4 separate regions of the Sus scrofa genome follow, and regions 1, 2 and 3 are each linked to region 4. Evidence: chromatin contacts called from public Hi-C and promoter capture Hi-C data. All regions are on one chromosome and are shown on one strand. The core of a region is the stretch at or near the end of the contact, and the rest is flanking DNA. Distances in the headings are between cores, read along the strand shown. Region 1 overlaps MBNL2 (muscleblind-like protein 2). Region 2 has its middle 77 kb from the start of OXGR1. Region 3 overlaps MBNL2 (muscleblind-like protein 2). Region 4 holds the start of MBNL2 (muscleblind-like protein 2).

Region 1 (2,700 bases), core at 55-2,554, 110 kb after region 4:
GTTCAGACTTTTCCATCCAACCTTTCAGGAAAGAAAGATTAGATCTAGACATAGTTAAACTAGAGCAAGAACTAGCTGGTCTAAATGAAAACTGCCTGTGCATTTTGGGATTGTACATGCTAGTGATGGAACATAGAAATATACTGGTAAGTCGGAGCGAAACAAAATACCAAGCAGTCCCCACTTTTTGAGAATGTATAAGCTTGGTCAGCCGAAACACCAGTGATAAGCAAGGTTTTTCTTTCTGCCTCTCCCTTTGAAAGACACGTAGGAGAAATCAAAGGTCATGAGCCAGCATTCCATAAGTCTTATTACCACCTTCGTGTTAAAACATTCAGTAGTTTGGAATGAGTAGTTAGAGTGAAATTATTTTCTTTTCTGAGAACACGTTCACAGGAATAAACATTTAACCTGGCCCTTCTAGTTAGGTTTCTAGGATGTTTTGCAGGTGTTTGTATGATTTGGGGAAGAGAGGATCTCCACAGATTTCATTTTTACTAAACAAAAACAGAGAAGTTCAGTGAGTTTTCAAAGTTCAGCACTGATTTATGCAACTAGCACAAAGAGTCTTGCATGGAAAGAATAAGTTTTGCTCAAATGACGCTTGCGGGTGACTTTTTAAAGTTTTATTCTAAGAAATCTTTGTCCTGTGTTATTTTCCTTTAACAGCCCACTTTTCCTGTAGGTCCCGCAATAGGGACAAATACGGCGATTAGCTTTGCTCCTTACTTAGCACCTGTAACCCCTGGAGTTGGGTTAGTCCCAACGGAAATTCTACCCACCACACCTGTCATTGTTCCCGGAAGTCCACCTGTCACTGTCCCGGGCTCAACTGCAACTCAGAAACTTCTCAGGACTGACAAACTGGAGGTACTTCAATTATTTTTGTGCTCTGAGATGTCTTTGCGGTCGAAGTATAGTTCTTTGTGAGAGAATGTTTGCAAGATATTCAGTCTTAGGAAACAGCCATCCACACACATCCACCGCAAATGAATCATGCATTCCTAATTCTGTCCTTTGACTGTAAGGCCAAGTATAAAGTAGCCTGAAAAGGGAAAAGAATTCATTTAATACAAACACAAATCTGTTGTGTGGACTGTGTGTTGAGGGGCAAAATGTGTAACAACACATGGAACACTGAATCAGTCACAACGCGGGCGTGGAGTGGCGCCCGAAGGCCTCCAGCTGTGCCAGACATTCACCTTTGCTGGATCCGAAAGGTCTGGGAACAGCAGGTTCGTAGGCCGGCAGCCAGGGCCAGGGAGACGCCCAGAGATGGGGTGGGAGGAAGCAGGTCTGTGACTACTGACCCAGTGCTGTGGTCCTATTGCAGAAGGTTGAGACCTAGTCGTGTTCTGGTTTGTCAGCCCAGGTTGTATGCAGGTGAGCAAGGGGAGCTGGAGGCTGGGAATTTTTCCTTATTGATTTGAGGTACTTTAACTTAAATTCAAGTATTTTTACAAGAGTCAGGGAAACAAATTCACATATTTGTAAAACATAATTCTTAAGCCATGTGTCAGACCAACTCACCTATACTATACTGGGTAAGATTTCTCTTTAATCAGGGGAGTCATCCATTTATCTTAACTACTGTATCTGATGATATTTAATAGAGTGTTTCATATGGGTGTCTAAAGAGCCTGATAGATTTTTCAAAGAGCTTGATTCCAGTTGTTAGGTGGTATATATGTATGCCACTGCTTTATGTTAGATCATTCTAGAATGTTCGTTCAATGTGCATTCGTTTAAATATTTACCCAGTAAATCTTGAAAACCATAAAACCGTTGCTCAATGTTAGGTTCAATCTGGAGTATATGGATCCCACAACGAAAAGACTATCAACTCCCATTTCTACTGTTTTGATCAAGCCCATCTCCGTGAATACGGAGCCCTCTCATGGGGCTGGAAAAGAGTTTGGAGCTCCACCTGGTGGACCCATAAAGCTTTCATGTTCAGTACGTGACTGCGTCGTTTAGAAAGCAAATTAAATCCGCAGAGTTGGGAACAAGTTGTCCTTCCCAGCAGGACTGGTAGACAATGACATATGTAAAAATGATTCACAAGGACTTTAGCAAAGCAGCTTGCTATTCATTCAAACCAGGAATGAAGCTGGCTGCACACAGAGCCCCAGGTGAATGACTGAGAGCTGGTCTACGCTCATGCAGTCTCAGCCTGAAGTCACTCCACGCATAGGGGGAGGCTTGCTCAGAATCTGTGGGAACATCTTAGTAACTTTTATTTTGTACATTTCATGAGCTAAAGATGGAATGTGGGATAACGCTCCAAAGTTAGAAGGAAGCAATGAATAATTTTGTGATTGATCCTTTAAACTCGCTTGGCCCCTGGTCAGTGAAACTCTATTTCCCGAGTACGTTTGACTCTCACAAGGCTTGAGTCATGTCAGTGACCCTTCCTATGATGTCGCAAAGGATCAAGATATGAACCACCACGTTAAGCACATCGACTTTGGGGGTGGAGCCTGGGAAGAACATCACTTACAATTTTACTAGCAGTTCTTCCCTGACAATGATATTTATAAATATATGTATTATGTGTTTGTTATTTGTGTCGTTCATGTTATCAATATTAAGCGCAAGATTAAGAATACCCGGTAAATTCCAAAGAAAAATTTTTTGTAAACTCTTTGATCCATGAGCATGCTCAGCGGATGGAGCATGAGCCTAAGATTTCAGGATAAT
Region 2 (2,700 bases), core at 125-2,624, 110 kb before region 4:
CTCCACACACAAGAAGGTGAATACATTAAATATCTACAGTTTTCTGTATGTTCATCATACATTAATCAAGCATTTAAAAAAAATTTTAAGATCCTGGAGTTCCCATTGTGATTGTAGTTTGAGGACCCAGTGTTATCTCTCGAGGATGCGGGTTCAATCCCTAACTTTGGCCGGTGGGTTCCAGCATTGTGGTGTAGGTTGCAGATGTGGTTTGGATATGGTGTGGCTGTGGCTGTGGCATAGGCCTATAGCTGCAGGTCTGATTCAACCCCTAAGCCAGGAACGTCCATATGCCACAGGTGCCGCTGTGAAAAAAAAAAAAAGAGAGAGAGAAAAGAAAGAGGGAGGTAGGGAGGAAGGAAGAAAGGAAACTTAAGAACAATAAAATGAAGACCCCACCAGTTCATGAAGTGGGACCTCAGGGACTCACTCCAGAGAGTATAAAAATGTTTGTGTTTCCTGGACGCTGATGGGCTTGGGATAAACCTGCTCAGTTTGTCCGATTCCTTCCCCAGCAACACGGACTTTGTGTCTTGGGTAGGCAAGGCTCACTCTGATAAATGTCACCAGCAGTCAGCTTTTTAAAACTTGAAGTCTTGTTTCCAGCACACAGCTCTAAGCCTTTGACATAATTGGGAGGAAGATGGAAGCTAGGTAACCCTGGAAAGTTTGTCTAGGGGTTTGAATGCTGAGGGCTACAGGGTGGAGGCGGAAGCTGTCCCTGGCAGCTCTGTTGTTGAGAAATGAGTGCCCTCCCCAACGCCCCCTGCCCCACGCCGTCCTGGGGGAGAAGATCCCCGCAGTCTATTTCTGTAACAAGAGCAAATAGTAACAAAGGCTTGTACTCAGAGAGCCGAGAGGGAACTCAAAGTTCACCTCAGTAAACCCCTCCTTTGGAAAATAAAAAGCGCCAGGACTCAACGCGACTGTGCGGTCCAGCCCCGTGGCTGAGGAATCAAAGGCCCAGGGGCAGGAGTAGAGCCCTTACTCCGAAGCTGGCTGGGTCTCTCCCTCTCCTCCCTTCAGTAACGTCCTCAGTCTCCCCTGAGCCTCAGGTCCCGCATCCACAAAACAGGAGTGATCCCCTCCCCGCCGCCCTGCTTCTTAGGGTTCCTGCACGTTCAAGTACATTGCTCGGTGGTGGCAGGTGTCTTTCTAGTTTGGGAAGGCACTTGTTATTTTCTTATCCCCCTCCCCCTCTTATCGTTTTGATTTAACCGAAGCGCCGAGAGGCCCGTGATTTCCTTTTCTCAGACCTACTCTGGTTGCAGTCTGGTGTTGCATAACCGGCTGGCTGAGGATACTGGTCCCCTTGGGAGCGGTGGCGTGGCTTCCAGACGCTCCGGCGCAGGCGGGCGCTCCGCCCAGCAGGGGGCAGCAGAGCACAGCCGGGCTCCCCCGCAGCCCTGCTTTGCGCGCGCTGGCAGCGATGTTCCCCTTTGCTAGAGGCCAAGGGAACTCTCTTTGCAGCGTGCTCTTTTCAGGGGAGCATTTTTCCTGTCTCACTCCCGTGAGGACACAGTGTTTTGGCAATTTTTTTTTTTAAGTTTCTGCTTTCTTTGGTTCAGTTTTGTTTGAGGGGTAATCCCTACTTTTATTAGACATCTTCCTCCCGGGCATCAGGCCCCATGCAGGGCACCTAATAGTCACAGTCATAGTTATTGCTGATTTAGAGACGAAAATTGTGTAATTCGGCTAAGTTTAGTAGCGTGTAAGAGGCAAAGACTCCTCTAAACCAAGGAATACAGCCGGGATGAAGGGAAGGGGGACACTTGACTGTGTCTGCCTCCCTTTTGTCCAAACGTAGTCGTCATTTCTTAAGGACTTGAAGTAAGCTAGGTGCTTTTATAAATGCAGAGAAGCAAGAATATAGAAAGTCTTTTCCTTAATTTTGTACAGTTGTTTTTTGTTTTTTTTTTTTCCTGCTCTGAGCAGCTGATTTGGAAGGAGGTGGGGCTTGTCTGGAAGTCAACTCTCAGGCCCCACCCCAGATCTGCTGGATCAGAACCTGAAGCTTTGGAAGCGCCCTCGGGTGAAATCTGTGCACTTTGCAGTGTGAGAAGCAAGGCCCTGGAGGCCAGCCAGTAGCTGCCTTCAAATATTTGAAGGGCCAATATTTGAAAAAGAGAGCATATTTGTTTTGTTTTGCTCTCAAAGGTAGGTTTAGGTTTAATTAATGAAAGCCGCAGGAGAAGTTTCCCAGATCCTTGAAGAGCAGAGGATTTGGAGTTGGCCCTTATCCCAAACCTTACTCGCTTCCTACTAGTTACCCGGCTGAATTGACACCGGAGGAGCCCAGCTAAACCACTTCTCTCTGATTCTTGTTATCTGTGAAATGGGGGTGTTGCTGTCTAAACAACTAAAGCTGTTTTTCTATGAATGAGATCATGCATTTGCAAATGATTTGTATATTGGAAAATACTGCACAGGTGTCCATTGTAACTTGTCACCACTTGCAGTGTCTAAGAGGGAGTGCGTGGGGAGGAGAGCTCAGCATGGATTGATGGGCAGTAGGAATAGACGCAAGGAACTGTGTTGGGGGCTCTAAGGAACTCCGTTTGGGGGCTGAGGTGATGAAAAGCTAGATGGGGGGGGGGGGCAATGGCAAAATTAAGACTAGAATCCCGAAGCTGACTCCTTCCGTGTTGATTGTGTCCTGAGGAAGACGGGTCCCACCCCGCCAAGTCCACACCCTTCAAC
Region 3 (2,700 bases), core at 186-2,685, 83 kb after region 4:
GTCTTTTTCAAGGAAAGTTTTGTCCAGATATATGCCCAACAGTGGGGTTGCTGGGTCATATGGTAGTTCTATGTGTAGTTTTCTAAGGTACTTCCATACTGATCTCCAAAGTGGTTGTACCAGCTTACATTCCCACCAACAGTGCAGGAGGGTTCCCTTTTCTCCACACCCCCTCCAGCATTTCTTATTTGTGGACTTATGAATGATGGCCATTCTGACTGGTGTGAGGTGGTTCCTCATGGTAGTTTTGATGTGCATTTCTCTAATAATCAGGGCTGTTGAGCATTTTTTCATGTGTTTGTTGGCCAGCTGCAACTGCCAACCTACGCCACAACCACAGCAACACCAGATCTGAGCCACATGCATGGAAGTTGAGAGCACTGGACATTGAGAGCCTTTGGACATTGGTCTCCTGGGGCTCAGTTTCCAAGCAACAAGAACAAGGCTCAAGGACTTTAAGTTCTTGTCTAGCTGGGAAGCGTATTTGGATGGGTTCTTACCAGGATTTCTGGAGTTTGTAGGGAGTCTCAGCTTGGTTAGATCCTCAATGTTCATGCGGTCTTCTGGCATGCCTGTCCTTTCGATGCTTGATTCTTGTTATCAACGTAACATCTGGAGTTCCCTTTGTAGTTCAGCGGGTTAAGAACCAGATTAGTATCCATGAGGAGGTGGGTTCGATCCCTGGCCTGACTCAGTGGGTTAAGGATCCGGCATTGCAGTAAGCTGAGGCATAGGTCGTAGATGTGGCTCAGATCTGGTGTTGCTGTGGCTGTGACGCAGGTTGGCAGCTGCAGCTCCGATTCAACCCCTAGCCTGGGAACTTCCCTAAACAGCAGGTGCAGCCCTAAAAAAGAAAAACAAATAATAAATAACGTCTTATTCATGTATTTTTCTGTGCATTCTCCTGTTCTCTCCCTAATGAAATCTCTTTTGAGGGATAGAAAGGAAGCCTAAATCATATGGGTCCCACCTCCCATCATCCAGCATATAATTATCTTCTGTAAAACTAGGTTGGTTGATTATTCAGTCTACCATCCAAGTTGGTTGCCAAAGATCCTTCTGTTATTTTTCTTGGTGGGCACAAGTTTCGTGACACTTGTAGAGGCAAACTTTGCCTTTCAACTTTTAACTTCCATTGATTTTTCCACTGTGTGTGCCAAAACCCTAAATTGATTCCAGTTGCTTAAAAGAGATGTCTATTTTCCTTCTGCACATTTTAGGGGGAAAAAAAAACTTGAATGTATTTCCCCTAGACTAAACCAAAATCAGATAGTTTTTCCAGGAATGTATGAATGAACAACAAAGTGGTTCCTTTGGAAGCCGGCGTGCCATCTTATCAGATTTCAGAGAAGTCAAGCAACCCCATATTTCACATGACTCCAGGTTAAAAAAAAAATACTGAGTCGGCAACAGGAAAGGGGAAATAAATCCAAAAGCCCTCTTGTGCAGACTTGTGGTATAAAAACTGAACAATGTGATGTAGAAGCAATATGGTAAATTATATTAGGGAGTATGAATTGCCTTTTAGACAAAAGAATATTCATGACATTGTTGCTGTTTAAAGATAGAATCATTCTTTCTTGATCATAGGCTCACAAAATCTTGGATCTGTTAAAGACTTTAGAGAATTAAATTATGCTCCACACAAGGCCAAGACGATGACTCCTTTAGGGCAAGGATCATATTTCTGCTTCCTCTTCAAAACATCCACAGTGCTGAGTCAAGAGCTGTGCACTCAGTTCCCTTAAATAACAGTTGATGGTGTGGATGCTGCCGACTCGCAGCTGTAGGGGGTAAAGGAAACCCTTGCCTTCCCTTTCTAGATGGGTCTTTCTTGTCGATAACAGCCCATTCTGAGCCATAGAGCTATTATGATAAAGGGGATTATGTCTTTGGGATTTTGCCTGTGCCACTCATTTTGGATGTCCTTTGAAGAGCTACTCTGGTGTTTTGTTGCCTGATGAGCATTGGCCAGCTGCCCTAATGTCTGGTGGCCCCACTTCACAGAGAACCTGCACGTTCACCATTCAGAAAAGGTTGCGGGGGCCTTCACTTTGTATCACCGCAGTCCAGTCAGTGACAGTGATTCCGGATCAATACTCCTCTCGGAGTTGTCAAGGAATTCCCACCAGCTGTCACATAAGGGTAATTAACACATCTCTCTCCATCAGGCATGCTGGCGGAAGAATTTCAAACATTTGGCTGGTGAACCGATCCATCCCTTCCGTTAGAGAAAGGTCATCCCTCTGGCCATCTGGATATTTACTTTTCTTTAGAAATGAACTTCATGGAATTTTCTGTTGGGAGGGGGAATGATGAGGACAAAGGGAATTTCCTAGTACAAATCATCTCCCGTTGAACCCTGGCCATGCCCACGTACTAACGAACACATCTTAAATTTTACATCCAGCCCTTATTTTGTTTATTCCACTGTCTATTAACATACATCACACTGAATCTGCAAACTGTTGGGGCAAAGCTGCTGAGATGACCCTGACACACGACTGCTGCTCTCTGTCACAGACTTCATATGTCTTTTATGGTCTATGTGCTCATAAAACATACCAGCAACCACTCTGGGGGAAGTTGGAAAGAACAGGCACTGGGAGGAATGCAAGGATGGATAAATCCCTACCCTCAAGAGGGCTCCAGGCTCGCAGGAGTGATACACAGGGGACTGTGATACCACGACTGTAAACC
Region 4 (2,700 bases), core at 143-2,642:
AGAAGAACTGAATATGGAAGGAACGTGATACTACCTGATTTTGGAAAACCTGTCTAGCAACAGGGGAGCTTGAGCGTGGGGAGGCTTGAGTCCCAGAAGGTAGCTTATTAGCATTTGTATTAGCTGGGCAATAGGTCAGAGTTGTAACTAGCTAGAAGGAAAAAATATTCAACCAGATCTAGTTTCACTGAATGAAAATAGAAAAATGAGTCAAAGAAGACTAAAATTTCAGGACTGAAATTTAAGGGAAAGGTAGTTTCAAAGTCAGCATCAGAGGGGGGATCAGGAAGAGGATATTCATAAACCTGTGATATCCTACTTACATGCAGGGTAATAGAAAGAATATTTAAAAATAATTTTTACCAGTTCCAGCATGGAGATCGTTTAAATTTCCAGAAAAATTATGGTAGATGAAAGCCTGCCAGTTATACATGTGATGGATTTACATTGGGATGAAAAGAGCATTATAAGATTTGGGAGGAATGAAGTATGGTATTCTATTGGAGAAATACCCTCCAAATCATATGAAACATTGTGATTTTAAAATGCATTTGTGGAGTTCCTGTCGTGGTGCAGTGGTTAACGAATCCGACTAGGAACCATGAGGTTGCGGGTTCGATCCCTGGCCTTGCTCAGTGGGTTGAGGATCTGGCGTTGTCGTGAGCTGTGGTGTAGGTCGCAGACGCAGCTCAGATCCTGTGTTGCTGTGGCTATGGTGCAGGCCAGCAGCTGTAGCTCCTATTCGACCCTAGCCTGGGAACCTGCATATGCTGCAGGTGTGGCCCTAAGAAGCCAAAAAAAAAAAAAAAAAAGAAGAAGAAGAAGAAAAAAAAATGCAATTTGGCAGGGAACTATACTCAATGTTACATAATAACCTATAAGGCAAAAAATCTGAAAAAGTATAGATGGATATATATATGTATAACTGAATCCTTTTGCTTTCACTGAAACTAACACAACACTGTAAATCAACTATAATATAAATAAATAGCAATTGGCAAAATCAAAGGAAATCATGAATCCCACACCAACGGTTACTTCATTACAGGTGCACTGGACAGTTGCTTATAAACAATAGGGTGTGGGTTCAACCTTTCAGGGCTTTGTTCGTGCCTTGGTCTAGCCAGGTACCATGAGATAATTTTTTAAATTCAAAATGTTGTGTTTAGTGGAAGGAAAGCATATGTGTTTTGTGTTTTCTAAATGCCATTTTTTTTTTTCAAAATAGAGTACAGTTGACTGGGAAAAAATAAATAACCCTTAGTAACCTTTGCATTTCTGTGCTCCTGCTGTATCTCAGGGAACTTCAGCACCTTCAAAGCATCCTTTGTGGAGCCACACCTGATGGCGCCCCTTGGATCACGTGTCATGCGTGCTCAGCAGTAAACATCTTGCCGTAATCGTCGCTTCCTTAAGGACAATGTGGACCAGTGCACAGTATTTCTCAAGTGGTACCTAAGAATCTTAGGGTCAGGTTAAGGCACACCTTATCCTCTCAGAGAAGCCTGCCAAGAGCACAAAAGGCTCAAGTATCGATATCCATTTTATTGTTCAGAATTCCCTAATTGAAGGCCCCGGGAGTCTGAAAACTTGGACGAAAGATATACGGGCTGCAGTAACAGATGTCCTAGAGGAAAACTGTGCAACGGATAAGGGCATGTTTTGACTTCGAATAGGCACTTGGGCCAACGCGTTCTTCCTCACTAACGGAAGGTGTATGGATTTCCACGGCAGGCACCGAATTGTTTCTCCTTTCGGAAAAAAATATATGCTTTGTCCAATGGGATAATGACTTCAGTTTCCAGCACAACCCGGATTTCTTTGGATCCTGCGGAGTTCTGCCTTTCCCAAAGTATTTCCAGGGCAGCCGCAAGCCCTGGCTGTCTTCAAGGCTGTTCTCTGGAGCTGCCCCTCTCTCTGCTCTGCCAATTATGTGCCACTTTGTCTTGGTGCCCTGACTGCTTTCTTCTGAGAGGGAAATTCCTCTTTCATCAGTATGGATGCACTGTTTTCACACACTGCAAGTGCTGTGTTGCTGTGTCAGTCATCCTATGAGGGCCAGTTTCAGACGAGTAGGGCTGACGAGCTGGCTGGGGATTGGCTGCCCACGGCGGGGCGGGGTTTGTCGGAAGGAAGGGCTGCAGCTTACAGCAACAGAGTTTAGACTGTCTTTGCTTCATCATCTGAAGGCAAAATTTTCCAGATACGGCAGACGGGTCTCAGAGTACAATACACAGGGAATGAGAACTATTTACATGGAAATTTCTTCCTCATGATGCAGCGGAGAAGCCTCGGCCGACTGATTCTGCCAGATGTTCCTGGGGTCACTGTAAAGGGAAAGGAGAGGCAGAGCTAAACAAGGTAAGGGAATCACCCCCCCACCCCCTTCTTCTTCTTCTGTTTTTTTTTTTTTTTTTTTTTCCCCCTGAATGTTTAAAGAGTTTGCTGCAGTATGCTGCATTCCGTGTGTGTTGCTTAGGGAAGCCGGGGAAACCGGATTCCACTAATTCAAATGTAATACTTGCGGGGGGACCCTGGAGTTTTACGTAACATTTTGATTTGAGAAAAAGGAATGGCAAAGCGTGAATCTGTGCCGCCTGTTTGGGGTGAGGCAGAAAACGAGTTTTTTCTTCAAAGAATAGATCCATTGATTATTCAACAAAAAGCATTTGAATTCTGGCGAGCGTTCTTATTTTCTGG

Evidence for each region. Promoter capture Hi-C pulls out the DNA fragments that hold promoters and counts their contacts. A called contact is a pair of places that touch in the nucleus more often than the background predicts.
Region 1: a contact with region 4 is called in a Hi-C map of embryonic fibroblasts, with 4 times the contacts expected there. The contact joins the enhancer-like site here to the promoter of MBNL2 in region 4. A contact is called at or near these places in 4 of 5 promoter capture datasets (fetal liver, liver and skeletal muscle), 22 of 47 Hi-C or Micro-C datasets (adipose tissue, alveolar macrophages, brain and 12 more) and 2 of 2 datasets of contacts at active chromatin or transcription factors (alveolar macrophages and skeletal muscle).
Region 2: a promoter capture Hi-C map of liver shows a contact between it and region 4, with 5 times the contacts expected there. The contact joins the enhancer-like site here to the promoter of MBNL2 in region 4. A contact is called at or near these places in 3 of 5 promoter capture datasets (fetal skeletal muscle and liver), 21 of 47 Hi-C or Micro-C datasets (adipocytes, alveolar macrophages, brain and 13 more) and 1 of 2 datasets of contacts at active chromatin or transcription factors (skeletal muscle).
Region 3: a contact with region 4 is called in a Hi-C map of skeletal muscle, with 5 times the contacts expected there. The contact joins the enhancer-like site here to the promoter of MBNL2 in region 4. A contact is called at or near these places in 1 of 5 promoter capture datasets (liver), 7 of 47 Hi-C or Micro-C datasets (embryonic fibroblasts, fetal skeletal muscle, liver and 2 more) and 1 of 2 datasets of contacts at active chromatin or transcription factors (skeletal muscle).

The regions. Positions count from the first base shown.
Region 1 is chr11:66,594,222-66,596,921 of Sscrofa11.1, forward strand. It overlaps MBNL2 (muscleblind-like protein 2), which reads left to right. Exons shown (of 10, transcript XM_021065800.1): 4 at 670-870. Among named protein-coding and RNA genes, the nearest start is that of RAP2A, 84 kb to the right of the region's middle. Within about 2 kb of position 1,305, at least 17 of the 83 cell types and tissues checked have an H3K27ac peak or open chromatin away from gene starts, as enhancers often do. A contact at or near this core is called in adipose tissue, embryonic fibroblasts, fetal liver and 1 more, where this site is marked.
Region 2 is chr11:66,371,152-66,373,851 of Sscrofa11.1, forward strand. No RefSeq gene overlaps it. Among named protein-coding and RNA genes, the nearest start is that of OXGR1, 77 kb to the left of the region's middle. Within about 2 kb of position 1,375, at least 15 of the 83 cell types and tissues checked have an H3K27ac peak or open chromatin away from gene starts, as enhancers often do. A contact at or near this core is called in fetal liver, liver and retroperitoneal adipose tissue, where this site is marked.
Region 3 is chr11:66,563,201-66,565,900 of Sscrofa11.1, forward strand. The region is part of intron 2 of MBNL2 (muscleblind-like protein 2); the gene reads left to right. Among named protein-coding and RNA genes, the nearest start is that of MBNL2, 83 kb to the left of the region's middle. Within about 2 kb of position 1,436, at least 17 of the 83 cell types and tissues checked have an H3K27ac peak or open chromatin away from gene starts, as enhancers often do. A contact at or near this core is called in embryonic fibroblasts, liver and skeletal muscle, where this site is marked.
Region 4 is chr11:66,480,531-66,483,230 of Sscrofa11.1, forward strand. MBNL2 (muscleblind-like protein 2) reads left to right here and starts at 1,393. Exons shown (of 10, transcript XM_021065800.1): 1 at 1,393-2,361.